Regions from separate parts of the Zea mays genome. Here region 2 is linked to region 1. The links are chromatin contacts, called in public Hi-C maps. All regions are on one chromosome and are shown on one strand. The core of a region is the stretch at or near the end of the contact, and the rest is flanking DNA. Distances in the headings are between cores, read along the strand shown.

Region 1 (7,351 bases), core at 1,885-4,384:
GCGACGGATTCCGGCAGCAAGGTTGCCGTCGGCACCGACAAGCAGGTTGCAGGCTTGCAGCTGACGTGCATCCTCTAGCGGCCGGAGTGGAGGCGAACTCTTTTTATTTTGCTTGTCTCCACCCGTTCAGATTTATGACATTGCAATCACCTGAATGTAAGTTCCACACTTAGCAGTTACAGATGGTTTGCATTATTCTTTTTTATTTTTGTAAGATTTATGACACCAAATTAGTATAGTTAGATGTACATAAAATATATTTGGTTTCAGAAGTATTCATGCTACTTTTTTTATAAATTCGGTCACATAAAAAGAGACTAACTCAAAACAACTCCAGAAATTAGCCAGGAAACAACTCGCACATCAACTACTCTTCACGGATCATAGTGCCAGATACTTACTACCTGACTGTAAGAGTAACAAACAGGTTACAAAGTATGCCGCACACACAGGCTTCTCGTACGATCATTTTGAGGTGTAAATATGAGAACGCCAATCTCATACATCAGCTACGATTTTGGTAGCAAGGTACAGGTTACGTAGGTTCTATTGGAACGTCAAACTGGAAATATTCAGGCACTTATCGCAAGAACTCAGCTGTCTAATTTCACTGGCTTCACTTTCTCCTTGAGAAACTGCCGAATGTGCTCTCGCTTCCAGTTATCAATCCTGCCAATTTCAGCCCGTTTCAGATTTTCAGTAAATGGTCCAATGAACAATTGAGAACACTGTTTCTACCAGACATTAGCTACGTTAGGCAATTGGCGCGCATATAGAAAGGTGGCAATTTATTCAGTACAATAGTTAAACCTGTCCCTTAAAGATGAATGATGCGCCAAGGTTAAATTCAGGCCACTTCAGCAAATTACCTAGTTTATTGACTATACTACTGCAACTTTATGAATCATTCCAGTAGAAGTACACTTAAGCATTGTTTCTATCAATAAAACTATGTTTTGAAGCATGCACGCACAAACAAATCAATCATTTCTTTACCTATCGTGTCAGTCATCAGAGTATTACATGAACTACATGACATTACTGCACGAGCAAGGATGATTGGAAGCAGACAACATATATAAGTGTATGTAATGAACTAAGACAGGATATGAAAAAGATTCAGCCAGGCAGTTCTTATACTATTTGCAGTAATACAAGTGTAAGAATGTAAATCAGATAGTTGGAGGTTTACTCTAGAATTAAGTAGGACTTGCCTTATGGTCTCCTTCTGTTCACCCTTGTTGTCAAGCATTATGAGCTTTGGTGGCGAACCATAAGAATAACGGGTTTCCACATATGGGAAGTCGTCTTTATCTTCTTCGAGGAAGCCAACAACTTCTGGATAAAATACCAGTTTCCTCATGCACACCTCAATAATTGCACCAGAAAATGTGAGCTGAAACAGGCAACAGCAAACAGTCAGATGTTATATCCAGTAGAACTAAAGAACCTTCTAAGACCCATGCTCATCCAAAAAAAGAGCACTGTTTAAGTCTTATTTACTGGCGCTATTCAGGGCCTCTAACATTCAAGTAATGCCTTGAACATATGTCATTATTTCAGCCCAATAAAGATCGATACTCATTTTGAAAATGATACATGTATGGTCATCCCTATAAGATCCAATAACTATTCAGTATCGACATAAACCAACATAAAAACTTGAACTGTAAATCCTAAAACAAAGAAAGGCACAGCAGGTAAAAGATATAGTCTTCCTTATGCCAATTCATGGAGATTCATAGTTAATACCTTGCTGATAGAATCATCTGAATCCTCGGTGCAACATTTATGGCAATCCTCCACCAGCTCTGCACAGAACCAAAGTGTTGTTTAGATTTGAAACAATCATATGGCATAACGCATAAATAGCAGATGTGGAAATGAGTCCACCCCTAGTTTCTTTGCTGTGACTAATGGAGTCATGTAGCAACTGGAACAAAAGATATTGCAAGAAGCAACAAACAGAGCTGGCAAAATATATTCCTCCAAATTAAAGTGTTCAGTTGGTGACAATAAGGTTGTTTCCAGTCCATTCTGATGCAGGTAGCTTCAGCTCTTTGACTCTGTCTTCAAGACTAATATTGCTCGGCTTTTATAGAAGGCAGATTAAGGCCTCGCATCATCTGGATAACACGAGTTCAGAGTTCTATAGAGTATAGAGTGCTACTAGGGGGCTAACCCAAATAGTGAGGACAATGCATAACCAGCACCACCTGATCTACAATTTCTGAGCTAAGAGCAAAACCTAAAGTTTTTTAGTCCAATCAACATAGGTTCATAAAGCCTCCACTAATCCCAGAAATCCATTTCGCTGCCCGTTTCAAGTTTTATTAAAAGAAAAAAAAAACGAACCTCTCATCAGGACTGCAAAAAAAAAGAATCGTGGGGAAATCTGAAATCCATCAATGCTCAGTGAGCTAATCCTAAAGTTCTCTCGTGATTTAATACGATTCGTCAACTAGGTCGTGGTTGGTATGTCGTCTAAAAATCGCTCTCAACAGTAACCACCCTCAATAAGAAGGTTTGGCATTTAAAGTGATCCGATTTCTAAGCCTGCCTGCAAGATACGCAGCGAACGTCAAACCGCTCCTCGCAGATTCCACATCCGAGATGAGAAAGCTGACATATTCGGAATTTCGGATCCGAACGACCCCTCCCTGCTCCTACGGCTACGTGTTCCCGGTTGAGATCGGAAATCCAATCAGCACTCAGCAGCAGCGCACCGAGTGCGTGGTGTCGCGCGCCGGAGGGACGATCCGGGCGTACCTTGGTCCTTGACGAACTCGGAGAGCGCGTTGCAGTCGGAGCAGAGAGCGAGGCCGGTGAACCCCAGGTCCTCGCACTCCCTCGCCCCGAGCCGCTCGCCGCGGCAGAGGCCGGAGCAGCACACGAGGACCAGGGCGACGGCCGCCGCCGCCACGGGGAGATACGACCGATCCATATCTCCTCCCCCGCGCCCCCCGACTAGCGTGCTGCCTGGACTCCGGAGCTGCCGCAAGCACCACCACGACGACGACGACGACGACTAGAGGCAGGCCGGCCGTGCGGTTTCCGGCTTCCCCTGGTCTTTCGAGCCGTGAACAAGCGGCCTGCGGTCCGCGGCGTAGATGGGCCTTCTCTGTATGCAAGATGCAGATACGGTCGGGCCTCGATATGGTTCGGCCCAATTTTCCATTGCTCGCTGTTCAGGTCCAGTGCGGCCGCTCGGAACTGACTAGTAGAGTATCTCTATAGATTCTGAATTCTGAACTCTGAATCTGACTGAAGCCTGGAGCCCTGGACCATCACGATCTGTGTAGTGAAAATCTGAGAAAATTGAGTGCGTTTATTGTTCGTCGCCAATAGCACACCATGCCATCATGAACTCATCGATCACGAAAATCCAGCCAACATCACCACTCGTCCGTCAGTCATAGGGATGGCAATGGGTACCCGAAACCCGATGGGTAAAAACCCTATTAGAGCATGGATATGACAGATTTTGATATCCATAAGTATTTTATTAGGTCATTTGTTATGCCCATCGGGTACGGTGGGCGTAGGTATGTTCTCTGTTGCCCCATACTCGCTGTCCGATGGGGAACCCGCTAATATATTCAAATATTAAGTATTGTGTATTGAACAATTAGATTTGAAGGCATGATTTTGTCCACAATTTTATAGAATCAATGCTATGTTTTATGTGATTTGAAGGCATGATATTGCCATTTAATGTTGAATATTGTTGAACCTATGATAAAATTAGGTTGGGTTCGATACATTTGTTATGCTGGTACTTATTTTTGTGATTCAAATAATCATGTCTATCGTAATGTTAATGGGTATGAGTACCCGACGGGTACCCGCTACCCATGGTGGGTATGTGTATGGCGTAATTTTGTACCCACGATAGGTAGTGGGTATAGGTATAGGTCAATTTTTTTCTAGTGGGTATGAGTATGGCTTCGTATGTCCACCGGGTACCTTACCCACTGCCATCCCTAGTCAGTCGCACTGATCAGCTCGCGGCAACAAAGCACAGGCAGAACTGGGAGCACGGCATGTTCCGACCACCGTCCACATGGCTCGGCCCTTCTTCTTGGGCACGCACGCCGTGTTGCCATGTGATGCAGCGAAGAGGCTCCTGCTCCTGCTCCTGCGATGCACACGCTGTCCGCTGGCTGTAATCCATGCAGATGCAGGTGCAGGTGCGTGGGTTCAGACTTGAGAGCTGGAAGCCCACTGGTTTTGAACACCGTCCTTGGCACCACTGTACTACTAGCTTTGTTTAATCACGTCGGGTCGGCTAACCATAGATTAATATCGCCGTCGGTGTCCGGTGATTGCATCTCGTCTCATGATCGATGATGATTGATGAGAGAATGAGAGCTCGCGGTTTTCACGCGTCGGTCGGTGCGGGACAGGTCAGATTTGCCATCTCTGACGGAAAAACAAATTCTAAAGTTCTCAACTTCATCAGCGGCTACTTGTTTTAAAAATTTTCCTCCTTGCGTCGTCGGGGCAGATCAGGCCTGAAAACAGCGTGACTCGATCGGGCGTCAAAAAGGTGACGAGACAAAGCCGGCCGTCAGGCAGGCAGGCTGGAATACGAGGAAGCAAGTCAATACACGGGTGCTCCTTCCCTACACCCTATCCTAGCAGGCAGAAGCTGGCTTTGGCTCGCGGAAGAGGATTAAAAGAAAAAAGTCGAAGCCATCGCTGTTGATCTAGCTGGTGGCTGCTGAAGTGGGGCGTTGGAGACCAGGAAGAATCCTGTCCGTGGACAGCTGACTACTGTACTATGCCCCAACTCGGCCTCGGGTTGGAACTTTGAACGGCGGAAGTCCTAACCCGTGCTCTCGTCCCGTCAGCGTCGCCCACACGGCCACACCCACCAGAGGTCCCAGAGGACAAGTTCCTGCGCGCGGAAAGGCATAGTGCTTGGCCCCATCACGGCGTGTTCCATTCCAAGCACGGGTGGGAACTGTTGGTGCTAATTGCTAAGTACTCCCTTTATCACGAAAATAAAGGCAGCTCATCCTCGTCGTAAACCTCTCTGTCCGGTTAAACTTTGCGGGCGTTGCACGTGGTCTCTCTCACCTGCTCCATCCTCCGTAATTCGTACACTAATTAGTTAGTTGTCCATGTGTTGCGACGGTAGATAAACAACACGTATAAAAGTATTAGTTGTGATTAAACATGGATCGCTTTATGAGATGTGCTCTCCCGACAGGAGGAAAGACCAATTCATTTTTTTATTCATCAATTAGAAGAAAGTAGTAGAAGCAACTAAACACCATACATATTCATATATCAAACCCAGATGTTGTCTAATAGCTACACATTTGGTCAACAAAACTTTATTGATCAATTACGAGTCTTCCTATGGATACACGATGTGCGATGTGCCAATACTGATATGCCATCCTCCCATCGAAAACAATGATATAGGGATATGCTAATTTGTAAAAGTTTATATTGGCTAATTATTGATAACAATTGTCTTCGAATATTATGCATCGTGCCTCTGACACAGTAGTCGACGACTTGCTGCAAGCAGGCCCTTGTACTCGATGACAGCGGTCACGTCCCACTTGAGCCTGCACCGGATGATGGCTCGTGCACGACATGGCACACACGTCACACGCGTATGTGTCATACCTGGTCAACGGCGAGTCCCCTGGTTAGGCGAGTGCCGGATGCACCCGGGCATCTTGCTCATCAAACACCTATGGATGTGGCCGTCGCATCTGTCGAACGTCTCCGGTGCGCACACGCTGATGGGCAACCCATTCATCATCATGCCTGCCCTGTGCACGTTGTTGTTGTCCATGGCACCCACGCAGCACACTGCACGTGTCCATCCCTCTTGACGGGATGAGGTAGTCGAACTGCGCGAGCGCGAACAGAAGGAAAAAAGAACAACCATAGTCAGTGTTGGGTAACTGGGAACAGGGTACCCAAAAGAGAACCCGGAGGCCTCCCAAAGACGGCCCATGAACCAGGCGGCTCGCCTACCAAGCAACTCGGAAGGTTCAAAAGGCCTCTGGGGACGGGCCACGAGGCCGACCAGCTAGCCCACCGAACAAATATCCGCCGAGCAACCCAGTGAGGTAGAACTGTCGACCAACTTGTCCGCCGAGCAACCTAGCGAGGCGGGACCACCGAACAACCTGCCCGCCGAGCAACCCAGTGAAACGAGGTTAATGCCAAATCGCTTGGCTTCTCAGTTTAGGACCTCCAACAAGTAGAGCTGAACTCTCGGTAAGGGCTCCATCCAGTCCTTCTAATTCTCGTAGGAGTCATCTCTCTTACTCTTTCAAATACAATGACAAATGTTATTTGGATTATCATTCCTCCTTCGTCCATCATAAGCACAGTAACCCTCTCCCTCCCCTTGACCCTGCCGCCCCTCCACCTCACTCGTGCAACCGCCGCCACCGCCTCTCCTCCTCCGTGACCTCGCCGCCTCGTCTCACTTCTCTCCCTAAGACCGTATCCGTATCGTTAGCACGTGCTCATTATCCTAGTATAGCCAAGTTATTTTTTTATATATGTGGAGGAAAAAAGAGATGATAGCTTTGTGTCATGCATGTAACAAGATAGACATGGAAGCATAAATATTTATGTGACCAAACACAAGTGTATGTAAGGAGAAACATAAAGAGAATGCAAGATATAATAGCATATAACGACAAGCTTTTTTAGGCAAATATAAGATGATTATTGTATAATTTGGCTCCGATAACTTGACTTATAGGAAAAAAACATTTGGCTCCATTAATGACCTGGTCTCTTGTTAGCTCGATCGTTGTCATGTGGATCCAATTGCGGGACAGGTAGAGAGATCCACGTGCACGATGATGGAGCTCATAGAGGCCTTGGTGGCATCACCGTTTGTTTTGTCTTACATTTCTCGAGGTGGCCATGCCCGCAACGGATTTTCTCCTCCTACGTGCGATGGAGTGCTTTGCCAACAACACGTTAGCTTCAGCTGGATTGGACTCCACGGACCACGGTGAGCTGGAGCTTGTATTTGTGCTTAGTTGCTTTGCGGAGTCAGCAACCACGTGGTAGCCAACAATACTATGTTAGCCATATTTTTCACGCCCCCAAACATATTACACGCTTTATGTTCACTTAACAAGTTATTAGGTCCTATGAGCATCTCCACTAGTTCCCTACGAAGTCCCTAAAATTAATTGTGTTATTAACCAAAAAATCATCATTCGACAGTTTCTCAAATGATGTCTCTAAATATACCAACTTTCTAAATATTTCTATTTAGTCCTTATGTTGAGGAACTGTTCCAACACTCCTAGTAGTCTATTTTGCACGTCAATGACATCGTAAAATCACTTGCACGCCA
Region 2 (7,351 bases), core at 1,742-4,241, 350 kb after region 1:
TATTTGTGAATTATTGAATGTAAATGCGAGTGTGATTGTTAAATATGTGTATACATGTTTATTTTTGTCGGTTTTTATGGCCGACGTGAGTTAACTTTCATGTGATTAGAGTTAGTTTAATATCACATGTGATTAGAGTGTGATTAGAGTTAGTTTAATATCACATGTGTGGCTTGATGTTAGGTAAGTATTAATTCTATTATTATAATAGATTTAACTTATGCTATTGAATTGTTGAATTTGATGTTATTTATTGATTAGATTTAACTTATAATATTAGGTTGTATGAAGGTTTCGATATTGATAAATTTAATATTATTTATGTATATATATAGTTATTTATGTATATATATAGCTTTACTACTTACCTATAGATGTATGTGTGACATGTAGAAACGTGATTGTCTCACACACACTCTTTACTCGTACACACAACCGCAATAATGGGTGATAGACGTGATTGGATGTATAATGGTTTCAAGAAGGGTTGGTGCCACACAAGTGAATGGTTTACCAAGACGCAAATGTTTCTGGACCATGCAACTGCTTTGTCACAAATAGATAATATTAGGTGTCCATGCAATAAATGTAGAAATATGACGAGCCACACCAAGAGGCAGGTCACACTACACCTGTGCTCACATGGTTTCGTGCCAGGCTATAAGGTCTGGTAGCTCCACGGTGAAGATGTTGAACGAGCAAAGCAGCTCTCCAGGAGGGTATGCTATTGAATTATTATAATAGCTCTAACTTATGAAATTATATGGTTGACACTAAATTGATTATGCAGTAATCACAATTTTTGAATCACTTATAGATACTTACTCTTCGACAGATTCATTGACTCGTCGTCGGTGAGATCTCAGAGGAAGGGTTCGTCTTCCCGTAGCTCATGCTCTCGTCGACCGAACGAGTAGGAGTTGGAGATTATGAGGATGCGTGAAGAGATATGACAACAACGCGAATTTATGGAGGCTTGCAATGCACATACCCAAGCGATGTATCAAGTGAGTATACATAATTCGAAATCTAAATTATTATATTTCAATACAACATCTTCAATAGTAAAACATATGTTTAACAGTTAATGCAGCAACAGGGCATGACAACAAATATTCCATCGCCACGTGGAGATAGGGTACGTTTGATAACTCTCGATTAATTTATACACTTGTATACTTTTTGATATTTGTATTAAAAATGTTGATATTTGCTAACTTGCATAGGTTACGCCTGAAGCGGTGGTAGTGGGTCTGATCCCGCAGGGACTGGATTTGTTGACTCCCTCTTCGCGTTCCCTCCTCCTGGTGGCGGAAACGGTCAAAGCTCTAACCACCCAAGTGGTGGTTATCTCTAAACACTTGAACTCGTGCACACTATGTTTCTTAACTCGTTGACGTTATGTTTGTGTAAACACTTGATCTTAACTCGTATTTGAAATGTTTGTGTAAACACTTGATCTTAAGTTTGTGACGTGTGAATTTTATCAATGCATGTGTTTGTAATGTGTATGTTCTGTGTGCTGATATATATGTTTTGTGTGCAATTGTGGAGAAATAGTGACCTGATTTGGTGCTTTTGCAGCATTATAGGTTAATCCCCGTTGGCGCAGTTAATTCCCGTCGGCTATGGTAAAATCGACGAGGATTAAAAATTAATCCCCGTTGGCCTAGTTAATTCCCATCGGTTGGACCAGGCCGACGAGAATTAAGGCTTATCCCCGTCAGCCCACGTGGCCAGCAAAAGTTAAGGCCAATTCCCGTCGGTTGGACTAGGTCGACGGGAGTTAAGGCTTATCCCGTCGGCTAGTCCTTGGCCGACGGGAATTACTTATTCCCGTCAGCTAACGACGGGAATAAGTTTATCCTCGACACCTGATGGCCATCGGTTTGATGCCGACGGAAGTTAGCCAGTTACCGACGGGAATTAGTTATTCCCGTCGGTTTATAGGTTATTCCCGTCGGTTTTTAGCCGACGGGAATTAACTGGATTCCTGTAGTGAAAAGAGGGTTTTGTTGCCAATACCAGTAGTAACAATCGTGGAAGCGTGGAATAAATCTCTATCACTTTTGTTGCAAGGGATCTCCAAGTTTTCCCAGGGTCTCTCGGTTTGCTTCCATTTAAACCAATACCATCTTAGTCTCAGAGCCCTAGCGAATCGCTCTAGGTCTAGGATGCCCAGTCCCCCTAAGTCTTTTGGTGAACAGACTGTTGGCCAATTGACCAAGCAATAATGGCCACCATAAACGTTTTCTGGTTACATACCTTTACATAAGAAACTTCTTTGATATCGATCAATTTTTTTGATAAACCATTTTTGAATAGGGAAAATAGTGAGGTGATAAATAGGTTGCGCCGAAAGAACTGTCTTTATCAAAGTTTCGCGGCCTGCCGATGATAGGAGCTTCCCCTTCCATCCTTGAAGGCGACTTCCAATTCTGTCGATTAGGGGTTGGACATCGATGTGCAACAGAAGGCCTAGGTATAGAAACTTTGCAATCTTAACAGGGAAGCTTTGCTGGATTTTAGCTACCGTATTCTCTGAGCAGCGAATTGGAAAGATCTCAATTTTGTTCAGGTTGACCCTCAGCCCCGAGCAACACCCAAAGATATGAAGGAACCTCCTCAGACGTGTGAGCTCCTGCTGACTTGGATTTGCAAAAATAGCAGCAGCATCAGCATTGAGAGAGCATCCCAAACACAGTTGTCTTGATACAAGTTATAAGTCCAAAGCTTGGATAATTTTGCTAACTGTTGGTCAGACTTTACAATAACTCAAATTTTGTCTGGTGAACATATGCTTATCAAGGGAGTATAGTAGTTGAAACATGGTGACGTGATACACGTGGTTTTGGTTCTAAGAAAGATGCTCGACGTGAGATATATATAAACATATCTTCATGGGCCACCAGCTGTGTCTCCCGCTCTATAAATAGCTGGCCTGCTCGCTCGATCAGCCATCACCGACTCACACTCACACAGCAAATACCCCACAAGGCCACTCCAAAGACCTAGTAGTGGAACCGAAGATGTTCGGGAACATCGGAAAGATCCCCATCATCGGCGACCTGACGGGCAGCAACAAGAATGCGCACCTCAAGGGCAACGTGGTGCTCGTGCGCAAGACCGTGCTCGGCTTGGACGTCACCAGCATCGCCGGCTCCCTCCTCGACGGCATCGGCGAGTTCCTCGGCCGCGGCGTCACCTGCCAGCTTATCAGCTCCACCGTCGTCGACCCTAGTGAGCAGAGCACCCCTCCCTTCCTGCCTCCTCCTTGCCTTCTCAGCTCTCTTACATGCATCAGTAATGAAGAGGGAAAAAATGTCGTTTTCAAGAAAAGAAAAAAAAACAGAAAGCGACAAAATTAAATTATCTACGGATGGATGCTTGAGACGAACAATGAGGAAAACGACGGCAGATGAATCCACTTTAAATCTACTAGCACAGTAAACCGGATCCAGACAAAGAACGGACCGTGTTTTTTTAGCATAGCAGTAGTGCATTTCACACGTTGGTCGTCTGACGGCGACGCTGACCGGCGCGCGCGTGCACCGTGCAGACAACGGCAACCGCGGGAAGTTGGGCGCGGAGGCGAGCCTGGAGCAGTGGCTGCTGAACCCGCCGCCGCTTCTGTCCAGCGAGAACCAGTTCCGCGTCACCTTCGACTGGGAGGTGGAGAAGCAGGGCATCCCGGGCGCCATCATCGTCAAGAACAACCACGCCTCCGAGTTCTTCCTCAAGACCATCACCCTCAACGACGTCCCCGGCCACGGCACCATCGTCTTCGTCGCCAACTCATGGATCTACCCGCAGTCCAAGTACCGCTACAACCGCGTCTTCTTCTCCAACGACGTGAGTCGTTAGTAGCCCGTCCGTTGTCCATTGGCAAACCAACCTAGGAGCAGGGTCATCAGCTGGCATGAACACGCGCAATCTCCTTCTCTACGTACACAGACGTACCTCCCCAGCCAGATGCCGGCGGCGCTGAAGCCCTACCGCGACGACGAGCTCCGGAACCTGAGGGGCGACGACCAGCAGGGCCCGTACCAGGAGCACGACCGCGTCTACCGCTACGACGTCTACAACGACCTGGGCCTGCCTGACAGCGGGAACCCGCGCCCCGTCCTCGGCGGCACCAAGGAGCTCCCCTACCCGCGCCGCTGCCGCACCGGGCGGAAGCCCACCAAGAGCGGTACGTGCGTCGTCCCCGGCCGATCCATGCGTCCCCGTGCCACCCCCTCCCTCTCTGCTTTCGTTTCCCCCCTGTCCTAACCAACCAACGTTGGTACGACCGACATACAGACCCCAACAGCGAGAGCAGGCTCACGCTGGTCGACGGCGACGTCTACGTGCCGCGCGACGAGCGCTTCGGCCACATCAAGAAGTCGGACTTCTACGGCTACGCCATCAAGGCGCTGGTGAACGCCGTCATCCCGGCAATCCGCACCTACGTCGACCTGTCGCCCGGCGAGTTCGACTCCTTCAAGGACATCATGAAGCTGTACGAGGGCGGGATCCAGCTGCCCAAAATACCAGCCCTCGAGGACCTGCGGAAGCAGTTCCCACTCGAGCTCGTCAAGGATGTCCTCCCGGTCGGCGGCGACTACCTCCTCAAGCTCCCCATGCCGCAGATCATCAAAGGTCGGTCGATCGTCTCGTCTCTTCGTGCAAATCCGGAATTTGTCTTTAACTCCTCGGAGTCTGGTTACCGATGCCGTCTCGACTGTTCTGTTGTGGCTATGCAGAGGACAAGACAGGTTGGATGACAGATGAGGAGTTTGGACGGGAGATTCTCGCCGGCGTGAACCCCATGCTCGTCAAGCGTCTCACGGTGAGGGAACACGATCAGTTCTCAACCTCAGCTCAGCTGTGCACTGAAGTTCCTCGAGTTTAATTCTGCCCGTGTTTTCAGGAGTTCCCTCCGAGGAGCAGTCTTGACCCGAGCAAGTACGGCGACCACACCAGCACCATCAGGGAGGCGGACCTCGAGAACAAGCTCGAGGGCCTGACGGTGCAGCAGGCGCTGCACGGCAACCGGCTCTACATCCTGGACCACCACGACAACTTCATGCCGTTCCTGGTCAGGGTGAACAGCCTGGAGGGCAACTTCATCTACGCCACCAGGACCGTGCTGTTCCTGCGCGGCGACGGCACGCTGGTGCCGGTGGCCATCGAGCTGAGCCTGCCCGAGCTCCGGGACGGCCTGACCACCGCCAAGAGCACCGTGTACACGCCCAAGTCGACCACCGGCGCGGAGGCGTGGGTGTGGCACCTGGCCAAGGCCTACGCCAACGTGAACGACTACTGCTGGCACCAGCTCATCAGCCACTGGCTCAACACCCACGCCGTGATGGAGCCGTTCGTGATCGCCACCAACCGGCAGCTCAGCGTGACGCACCCCGTGCACAAGCTCCTCCTGCCGCACTACCGTGACACCATGAACATCAACTCCAACGCGCGCCAGATGCTCGTCAACGCCGGCGGCATCTTCGAGACCACCGTCTTCCCGCGCCAGTACGCGTTCGAGATGTCCTCCGTCATCTACAAGGACTGGAACTTCACAGAGCAGGCTCTCCCTGACGACCTAATCAAGAGGTTAGCATTGCGCAGTGACGCTGACGCCAATACCCAATATTTACATTGGATTGCAATCACTAATAATGTGCGATATCTGCAGAGGCATGGCGGTCGCAGACCCGTCGAGCCCGTACAAGGTACGGCTGCTGGTGGAGGACTACCCGTACGCGTCGGACGGGCTGGCCATCTGGCACGCCATCGAGCAGTGGGTGACGGAGTACCTCGCCGTCTACTACCCCAACGACGGCGTGCTGCGGGCGGACGTGGAGCTGCAGGCGTGGTGGAAGGAGGCGCGCGAGGTCGGGCACGCCGACCTCAAGGACGCGCCCTGGTGGCCCAAGATGCAGACGGTGGCCGAGCTGGTCAAGGCCTGCACCACCATCATCTGGATCGCGTCGGCGCTCCACGCGGCCGTCAACTTCGGGCAGTACCCGTACGCCGGGTACCTCCCGAACCGCCCGTCCGTCAGCCGGAAGCCGATGCCGGCGCCGGGCAGCGACGAGTACGCGGAGCTGGAGCGCAAGCCGGAGAAGGTGTTCGTGCGCACCATCACCAGCCAGTTCCAGGCCCTCGTCGGCATCTCGCTGCTGGAGATCCTGTCCAGCCACTCCTCCGACGAGGTGTACCTCGGCCAGCGCGACACCAAGGAGTGGACGTCGGACGCCAAGGCGCAGGAGGCGTTCAAGCGGTTCGGCGCGCGGCTGACCGAGATCGAGAAACGCGTCGTCACCATGAACGCGGACCCTCGCCTCAAGAACCGCAACGGCCCGGCCGAGTTCCCCTACACGCTGCTCTACCCCAACACCTCCGACACGAAGGGCGACGCCGCCGGCATCACCGCCAAGGGCATTCCAAACAGCATCTCCATTTGAGTTCTGTCTGTCTGAGCTGAGGACGTACGGTCGTCGCACTAGTTGTTTGCGTTTCCCCGTTCCGTTCCGTGAAGTGTGGTTCTCACTTGCGCGGTATTGTGCAAATAGCCAAGTACTCCTTACAGAAGTCGCTACGTGAGGACTGTTGTAATAAGGCTCTATTCAGTTCCTCAATAATGAAGTTACTTTGTGTTCCATCTATCTCTGACACTATATAATACATCACTTTAAATATCGCTAAATGCAGACAATAAATTAAACAACCTCAACAGTTTGTCATCATTATAACCAACACACCGGATTGCTTGACCTCAATCGTGAATCATCACTCATCATCAATTAGAAATCGCCATCCTTACCGTGCCATCCTCACCGCTATCAACGTCACCAAAGTTGCGTCTTGACGATGATAACTATGAAGTCTCTACGTTATGCGGGTAGTCTCTCGATAGTTAACAGTACGATGTGTGAAGCAACAGATAAATTCGCGGGCCTAATCATATGGGCTGTAAAGGCCCACCAGGTAAATATGCGAACTTCCTCCTATCAATCTTAGCTTGAACAAGTTACTAGGGTCCGTGTTCCTCTCTACCAAGATCAGCATTTTTATCTTTCTTGCGAAGAAATGACTATTCATGGCTAGAGATGGCAATGGGGCGGGGCCGAGAGAGTGCTCCCCATCTACGTCCCCATCCGGATCTCCGAAATCCATTCCTCGCTCCGACCCGAAATGTTTAAGAGGGAATTTGTTTCTCGTCCTCGATCCCCACGGAAAACCCGTAGTGATTAATTATTAAGTATAAATATTGTTGGTGACTTGTTTTCAAGTGCTATAAGTTAAGAACAAGGCAACACAAAAATATTAAATGTTAATACCTTTCGTCCTTCGAAACATTGTTTCC

The links. Hi-C and Micro-C count contacts between places; a contact is called where the count stands out from the background.
Region 2: a contact with region 1 is called in a Hi-C map of ear, with 3 times the contacts expected there. The contact joins the promoter of lox1 here to the promoter of LOC100282317 in region 1. A contact is called at or near these places in 10 of 25 Hi-C or Micro-C datasets (bundle sheath, ear, leaf and 3 more).

Annotation. Positions count from the first base shown.
Region 1 is chr3:173,088,063-173,095,413 of Zm-B73-REFERENCE-NAM-5.0, forward strand. LOC100282317 reads right to left here and starts at 3,135. Exons shown (of 4, transcript NM_001351129.1): 1 at 2,770-3,135; 2 at 1,753-1,811; 3 at 1,215-1,396; 4 at 396-669. The coding sequence starts at 2,944. The coding sequence ends at 594.
Region 2 is chr3:173,437,819-173,445,169 of Zm-B73-REFERENCE-NAM-5.0, forward strand. It overlaps lox1 (linoleate 9S-lipoxygenase1), which reads left to right and starts at 2,992. Exons shown (of 7, transcript NM_001111533.2): 1 at 2,992-3,240; 2 at 3,560-3,852; 3 at 3,955-4,192; 4 at 4,303-4,641; 5 at 4,746-4,831; 6 at 4,913-5,595; 7 at 5,678-6,644. The coding sequence starts at 3,030. The coding sequence ends at 6,449.